Linked DNA regions of Gossypium hirsutum: region 2 is linked to region 1. A link is a contact called in public Hi-C data. All regions are on one chromosome and are shown on one strand. The core of a region is the stretch at or near the end of the contact, and the rest is flanking DNA. Distances in the headings are between cores, read along the strand shown.

Region 1 (3,740 bases), core at 1,150-3,649:
TTTTTCTGGATTATGATTTTGGCCGAAGGGAGAATAGTGAGTGGGTTAAGAATGAAAGGTAGCTAAGTTAATTAGGTTAGAGGTGAGGCATAAGGTTGATAATGGTTTTGCTAGAGTTTAGGGTTTGAGTTGTTGTTAATACTATTTAGATTATAAAGTTAAGGAGTAATGGTGCAAAGATTTAATGACGAAAGTGTAAAATTATTAACTTGCAAATAATTAGATGATCAAATTGTAAATTTACTTGTTCCATACTTAAACGTCTGTTACCAAATTAACAAACTAGTGATTGTAACTTTTGAATAATTCGTTGCTCGACATGTAACTTTATAAAAAAATTAAATAGGGTAGATGTTATCTACTTAATTAAGTAGGGAAAAACTTTATAACAAATTTACTTTATAATTATGATTGTTACTTTAGATTTTGAATGTTGAAAATTTTGAATAAAAATCAAAAGGAAGAAATGACACAAGCATAAGTATAGGACAGGCCTATGACCAAATAATTTATTCTACATTTGAAGTCAATCAATTTTTCCAAACCTACCCATAATGTGACAATAATAAGAATTTAACAATAAAGTAATTTAGCTAGCTTCTAAAATATAAATTATGATATGTAGCATTGAGTTTAAGTATAATATTAATATTGTATATAATTGTTTTAGTCGGACGTAAAATATAAATTTTTAATTTTAGTCAATTTAATTTATAAAATTCAAAATTTTCATAAATTATGTATTGAATAATTACCTTTTTTTTAATATTTATATTAAAAAAATTATTTGATCCAGTTGCAGGGGTAAATCACTGTCATATTGCCTTCAAAAAAGAATTAAAACAAATACACATCATTCATTTAATCTTACGTTCTTCGACAATGAACATAATAATAGCCCTTTACATTATAGTATTATATTTTTAATTTTCATATAATATAAATTATATAACATAAAAATTAACATATTAAAAATGGAAACATTGGTTGGATTGAGTAGAACTCGAGTCTTGAATATTAAAACTCAAGGTCAATTGATAGTTTTCGATCAATATATCTACTTTTTTTTAATACAATATCTAGACCTAGGCATAACCCCTTTTCAACTTAAAAATAGGAGAATAATGCGCTTTAAACACTCAAACTCACGCCCTCCTACATTGATAATAATATTCATGGTAATCAAAGTAATACTTAACCTGTTTTTTAAAAAGCATTTTAATCATTCAAATAGTGCATGTCACTTTCTTTTCTTTTCTTTTCTTTTTTATGTCATTTCAAACTTTAATTATTCTCTATTCCACCTCGGATGAATTGCTATCTTGGTGTAAGAGATTCAATTGCATGGGTTGGGCCTTAAGTATGGGCTCTCAAGAATTGGCCTAACTTTTGCCTGTTAGGTTTTACATATAAATGAGCTTAAATCCCATTTGAGTTTCCTAGTCCAACAATCTTGCCCAACTCACGGTTAGTAACTGAACTATTAGTAATTTTATACTTTGGTCACCCAACTTCAAAAGGTTGCAAAATAGTTATTGAAGTATTTGAAAATTTTCATTTAATTTACTAGACTGTTAAAATTATTGTTGTATGGTTTCTTTTGTTCACAATGTCTGTACTAATCAAAAGCTCTCATTCCCCTTCTTTTATACAATTAATTTTTTTTCATGAAACAACTTTGAACTTCATGAATGCGTAAACCGAAATTTAAACAACTTTCTTCTAATAGGTACTGGTCCACCATACCAATCGTCGAATTGTCACTTGCAGCTCGCTAGTCGGACTTAAAAAAAAAAAACTTAATAACCTAATGACTTAAATAAAACTTTTTGAATTTGATTAGAGTTTATGTTCGAATAGTCCCTCAACTTAGTTCTTATCTTTTTTTTTGGTCCAAAATTTTTTCCCCAGCTTTGGTCTATGTAATGACATGACATTCTAAAATTTTGTCATGTCGTCACATAAAAATTACAAGTTTTTTAAAAAAAAAATAAATTAGGTGATGGTATAGCACTTTAATATTATGTCATGTAATCAGAATACTTTTTGTTAAAATATGTTATAAATCCTTGTACTCTTCATAAATTTAGAATTAGTCTCTCTATTTTTATTTTTAAAAATTTAGTCCATCTATTTTTTATATTTAAAGATACAAATTCAATCATCAACACATTAAATTTCTTTTGTTAAATAAAAATCTACTATAACCCATTTTTTTATTTACATAGCCATCAAATGAATTTTTTAATTTCAAAATGTCATACTGAAAAAATTAATAAAAAAATTAACAATGTTATTAATTAGACTTAAAATTTTAAATCTAAAAAATAGAGAAATTGAATATCCAAAATACAGGGACTTGTATATTCGCATGTCAAAGTAATTAGTCAAATACTAAATCCAAGCGGAAGGTAGGTGAGAATCAACGTTTTCCCCACTGCTCAATTACTTATTTTCTGCTTTGCAATTTACAATTTATTAAAAATATATAAATAATAAATTATGTAGAAATTTGAAAACCCTCGATTCTTCCCTAAATTTGCCCAACTTCCCATTAATAATAACTCTCTTTCCTCGACTCCCTAAAAAAATAAACAGAAATAATTAACGAAAATTGATCCAATCAGTTCCTTCAATACCCAGGTTAGTTTTATTTTTATCCAATTTGGATTATGTATTACGTCTAAGATCTTGTTTTTAGATTTTTTTTTACTGGGTTTAATTGATTATGATTTGAATTTGTTGTCTTCTTCTGATTTTAGGTTAGGGTTTCTTTTCTTTTGTTGGATTAATAAATGGTGTTGTTTGGTTTATAATTAATGTCGTTTATGGCACAATTTGATGAACTATTGTTAAAATAGATTCAATTTTTTTTTTTTTTGGATTTTAAGCGTTATGGTGTTAGTTTCATTTCGAGTTTTCTGGGTTTTTATTTTTGGGTAAAAAATTGGGAATTGGGTTTGTGTTTGGTTGATTGAATTTGAAAGTTGTAATCTTTGATTCCATTGAATTTTAGATTTCTTATTTTCCCCTTTAAATTATGTTTTTGAATTTTGATTGTTTTGATTTATTGTGTTGGGTGAATTAAGGAATGGGGAGCGGTTTTGGGGAATCAACAAGCAGACTACCCCCAAGTCCGCCTTGCTCGGGTAGTACTGATAATGCTAACGATGCCGGTGGTTTTGAATGCAATATCTGCTTCGAGTTAGCTCAAGACCCGATCGTCACTCTTTGCGGTCACCTCTTTTGTTGGCCGTGTCTATACAGATGGTTACACCATCACTGTCATTGCCATGAATGCCCTGTTTGCAAAGCCCTCATACAAGAGGAAAAACTCGTTCCTCTTTATGGTAGGGGCAAAAACCATACCGATCCACGTTCAAAATTGTATCCCGGCATGGAAATCCCTAACCGTCCCACAGGGCAAAGACCGGCAACTGCTCCTCCTCCTCCCCCAGAAGCCAATCCATTTGGCAATTACAGGTTTGGACTAATGGGAGGTTTCGTTCCAATGGCAACCACCAGGATCGGTAACTTCACAATGGGGTTTGGAGGCTTATTGCCATCATTGTTTAACATCCAGTCCCATGGATTCCCAGATGCTACTGTTTACGGAACAACTTCGGGGTTCCCTTTCGGGTACAATACAGTTCATGGCAGTCATCCTCATGGGTTTCCCCAGCCACCAACCACTCGAGGACAGCAAGCAGATAACGTGTTGAAGAATCTTCTTTTGTTGA
Region 2 (3,670 bases), core at 49-2,548, 320 kb before region 1:
GAATTTCGAGTAAGGGCAGGCGTCGTTTAATGCTTTATATGAGAGAGTGAAGTCCTCCGACGACGTTTCGAACATCGTCAACCTTTGGTCTGTTTGATGAGAGAGTCTGCTATGGAGAGCTTCAGTGAAGTAAAAAGCCACTCTTTCAGTTGGATCTCCGTGTTCTGATACCGATTCCTTGAGTTTAGCCAGTGATTTAATCGCGCGTTCAGGTTCCGAGTCAGCGAGTGTAGCACAGTCGAGTAGAGCTTTTAAAAGCGGCGGAGATAAATCGGTCTCCGGTGAACCGGATGAGATACCCGCGCCGTCGTTGATGGCTGGGTTCTGGTTCTGGTTCTGGGGACTGCTTGTTTTCGTTTCTTCAACGGTTACTTGCGGCGGAGGCGGTGGAGGGGATGGCGGCCATGCAGGTAGAGTAGTAGTAGGGATCACTCGGTTCAGATTAGACGGCGGAGAACACGTCACGGTGAGTCGACTTGGGCAAGCACTAAACGGATCAGCACCGTAGATACCAAAATCAGCATTGCTTTGCCACGCGTCGCAACCAGACGGCAGATTCGAAGTATCCGTTGAATGGCCACCACCGTTCATTAAACTATCCATCCACTCATCCGAGTCAAACTCACCACCGGCACCACCACCAAAATCAGGAAAACGAAACCCAATCGAATGGTGATGTTCCATGTTAGGGAACTGAAACCCTTCCCCAGCATCCCCTTGAAACGGGTCGGTAAAACCCGGACCCGTAAGCCCATACCCGACATTACCCGAACTGGAAACACCATGGTGGGTAGTACTAGACCAAGGATTTAAAGAGAAAGGATTCAAACCAAGAAGCTGTTGTTGCTGCTGCTGTTGTTGTTGCTGCTGCTGTTGTTGCTCTTGTTCTTGCTTTTGCTTTATAACTTGTTGAGCGATTGCCATTAGATTCCCATTATCAGCACACATATATGCCATTTTCCGGCAAAAAAAAAAAAACTTCCCGGAAAATTTTCAGTGAACTGCACTTAGTCTCATTTACCCACAAAAAAACAAGAAAAAAATCAGCAAAAAGTGAGTGTTTTTAAAGCTTAAAGAAAAGGAAATTAAAAAAAAAGAAAGATAAGTGACAGAGAGTACATACAAAGAGTCAGTAGGACCAAGAGTGACCGAAGAATAGCTCTATAAACTTGGGATTTTGCTTAGCTAATGAAAGAGAAGGAAAGAAACTTTGAGAATAGTATGTATAGCTTTTTTTAAAGAAGGAAAGCTAAAACGGCAGCGCAAAGCAGTAGATGAGTGCTGAGCTAAAAGGCCTAGAGTTGTCCCTCAAATGAAAAGTTGAGTCCTTTATTTAGCTATTAGAAAACAAATGGTTAAATTTTGGTTTTAGTCCTTGTAGTATAGTTAAATTGGAATTTTAATCCCTATAAATATTAAAGTGGTGTAATTTGGATCTATTATTATTATTAGCAGTAGTAATTACGTCTTAATTCCAATTACTAACTCGATTAAAAATTATGTTAACCAGTTGTTATGAAACTTTTTTTTAAATTGAAATTATTTATATCATTCAAAAGGTAATTTTATTATTTTCAAAATAATTATTTTTTACTAATTTATCATTTTAAAAATATATAATTTTTGAAAATAAAAATCTTAAGTCTATTAAAATTTGGCTTTACTTGATTTTTTTTTTACTGCTACAATTATTAAATTGATCTATTTAATAGTATAAGGATTAATTTGAATTATCCCCTATAATAGAGACATCTATCAAGTACTTTCACCAAAGCTAACATAGAAAAGGCAAAGTGACGTGGAATTATTGAAAAAGTTTGAAAAGATGGAGAAATCCAATGTAGCATCAGCAGTTAGCACAGTGAAGCGACGGCGACTAGCCTATTACTACAATCGGCAATAGCGCGCACTCTCAAATCGAGGCCCAAGTGTTTGTTCATATGCCACAATAAAATTAAAAATCGAAGTGAATTAGTGATGGTTGTTGCTTAGGTTATTGCATCTTGTAAATAATTTAATACATGTTGTATTTTTATGAATTTTTTATTAAAATAATTTTATTTAAATATTATTATAGATTGGATAAAATAAATTTTAAATGATAAAACGGACGAGAACATTTATGATTATTATATTTAGGATAGAATTAGTTTAAAGTTGTAATATTTTGTGGAACATAGTAATATTTTGTATATTTATGTAAATAGAAAAAAAATTATAATAATTTATAAAATAAGTTATTTGCATTAAATATTTCTAGATTATGACCTTGATTCTAAATTGAGTTTCAAATTTTTAAATATTCTAATTACAAAATTAAATTATTGGTGTCGTATAAATAATATTTTGTGCAATTAAAGCTTATAGAATCTAAAACTTCTCCGATCAATGCCTAGAGCTCCACCCCAATCCAATGAAATTTGTAGGATATATGGATCAACATTAAGAATTTCAATATCTCTTCAATAATATTTTAAATTCGAGTTATATGGATGAAAAAATATTTATGAGAAAGTTTTACCAATTACCACACATTCAAAGGTTTGATTCAGATCGACTTTCAATTTAATTGAAATTAATATATTCAATGAATATCAAACAATTAAAAAAAAGACATTCACATTAATTAAGATACATTTATCTATTATATTATTTTTAATATTTTTAATGGATATTGTTAATATAATACCTAACAAGAAAATAGTACAAAGGAGAGAAGAATGATTGTTGCGGAGGTTGATTCATCCAATCGAGGCAGAGAGTCAGAAGTTCTAGAAAATGATGGTAAAGAGAGTTTGGAGGTTAAGGGCTAAAAGAATGTTAAAAAAGTGTAGACTTAGTATTATTGAAAGGTTACCTCCTTTATTCGTCATTACTAGAGGTATTTATACGTAGGCGTCCCGCGCAAAATGGTATTAACATGTTGAACTTGTCATTATTATAGAGCTCGTGGGAAGAATGTCTTCAATGGGAAGAAGATATTTGTGATAGGACAAAGCAGTTGTACTCACATGATATTTATAACCAAATAACTTCATGTTCCCAATGAAGATTAAATCATTCGTTGTCTCTGGATAGTACTCTCGAGAGGGTAAGTTCACAGGTGACCACTCGACTTACTAGTGGTAGGCTTACTTGTTCAAATGTCTTCTAAGCTAGTCACGTGTCTTGTCACAATGAGGTATAACATATATTATTTTTAATGTTATACCATAGTTTATATTGAAAAAATAATTTTTATAAAGGTATTTATAGCATGTGATTTTATCGTATCTAATTATCAATAATTATTTTTGTTCTTTTTTGTAGAGGGTAAAATTTAAAAGGAAGGTTCGAGCCTTTGAGAAAAAATACAAAAAAGTGAGAAAATAGTGTTAATGACGTGTGGGATTGCCAATTAGGGTCCTCCGTTCTTTTTGGGCGATTAAGGGACCCACTCACATATAGGGGAGATTGGATAGGTTCGATGAGAGACGAGTTAATAATTCCTGTCATATATTATATTTAGGTCGTAATATTTTTATATTATATTTTATATTTAATTATATTAAATTATGACACACTTATGATATGTGTTTAAAGTATTCACTGGTCAGATTTTTGAACCGAATTTATATATAGTATTAATATTATATATAATTGTCTAAGTCAAGTCTCACCTATATTTATA

Evidence for each region. A called contact is a pair of places that touch in the nucleus more often than the background predicts.
Region 2: a contact with region 1 is called in a Hi-C map of leaf, with 2.6 times the contacts expected there. The contact joins the promoter of LOC121209706 here to the promoter of LOC121209684 in region 1. A contact is called at or near these places in 2 of 34 Hi-C or Micro-C datasets (both in leaf).

The regions. Positions count from the first base shown.
Region 1 is chrA02:106,736,903-106,740,642 of Gossypium_hirsutum_v2.1, reverse strand. It overlaps LOC121209684 (E3 ubiquitin-protein ligase RNF185), which reads left to right and starts at 2,399. Exons shown (of 2, transcript XM_041080776.1): 1 at 2,399-2,643; 2 at 3,090-3,740. The coding sequence starts at 3,092.
Region 2 is chrA02:107,053,309-107,056,978 of Gossypium_hirsutum_v2.1, reverse strand. LOC121209706 (SCARECROW-LIKE protein 7) reads right to left here and starts at 1,298. Exons shown (of 2, transcript XM_041080881.1): 1 at 1,124-1,298; 2 at 1-1,001. The coding sequence starts at 957.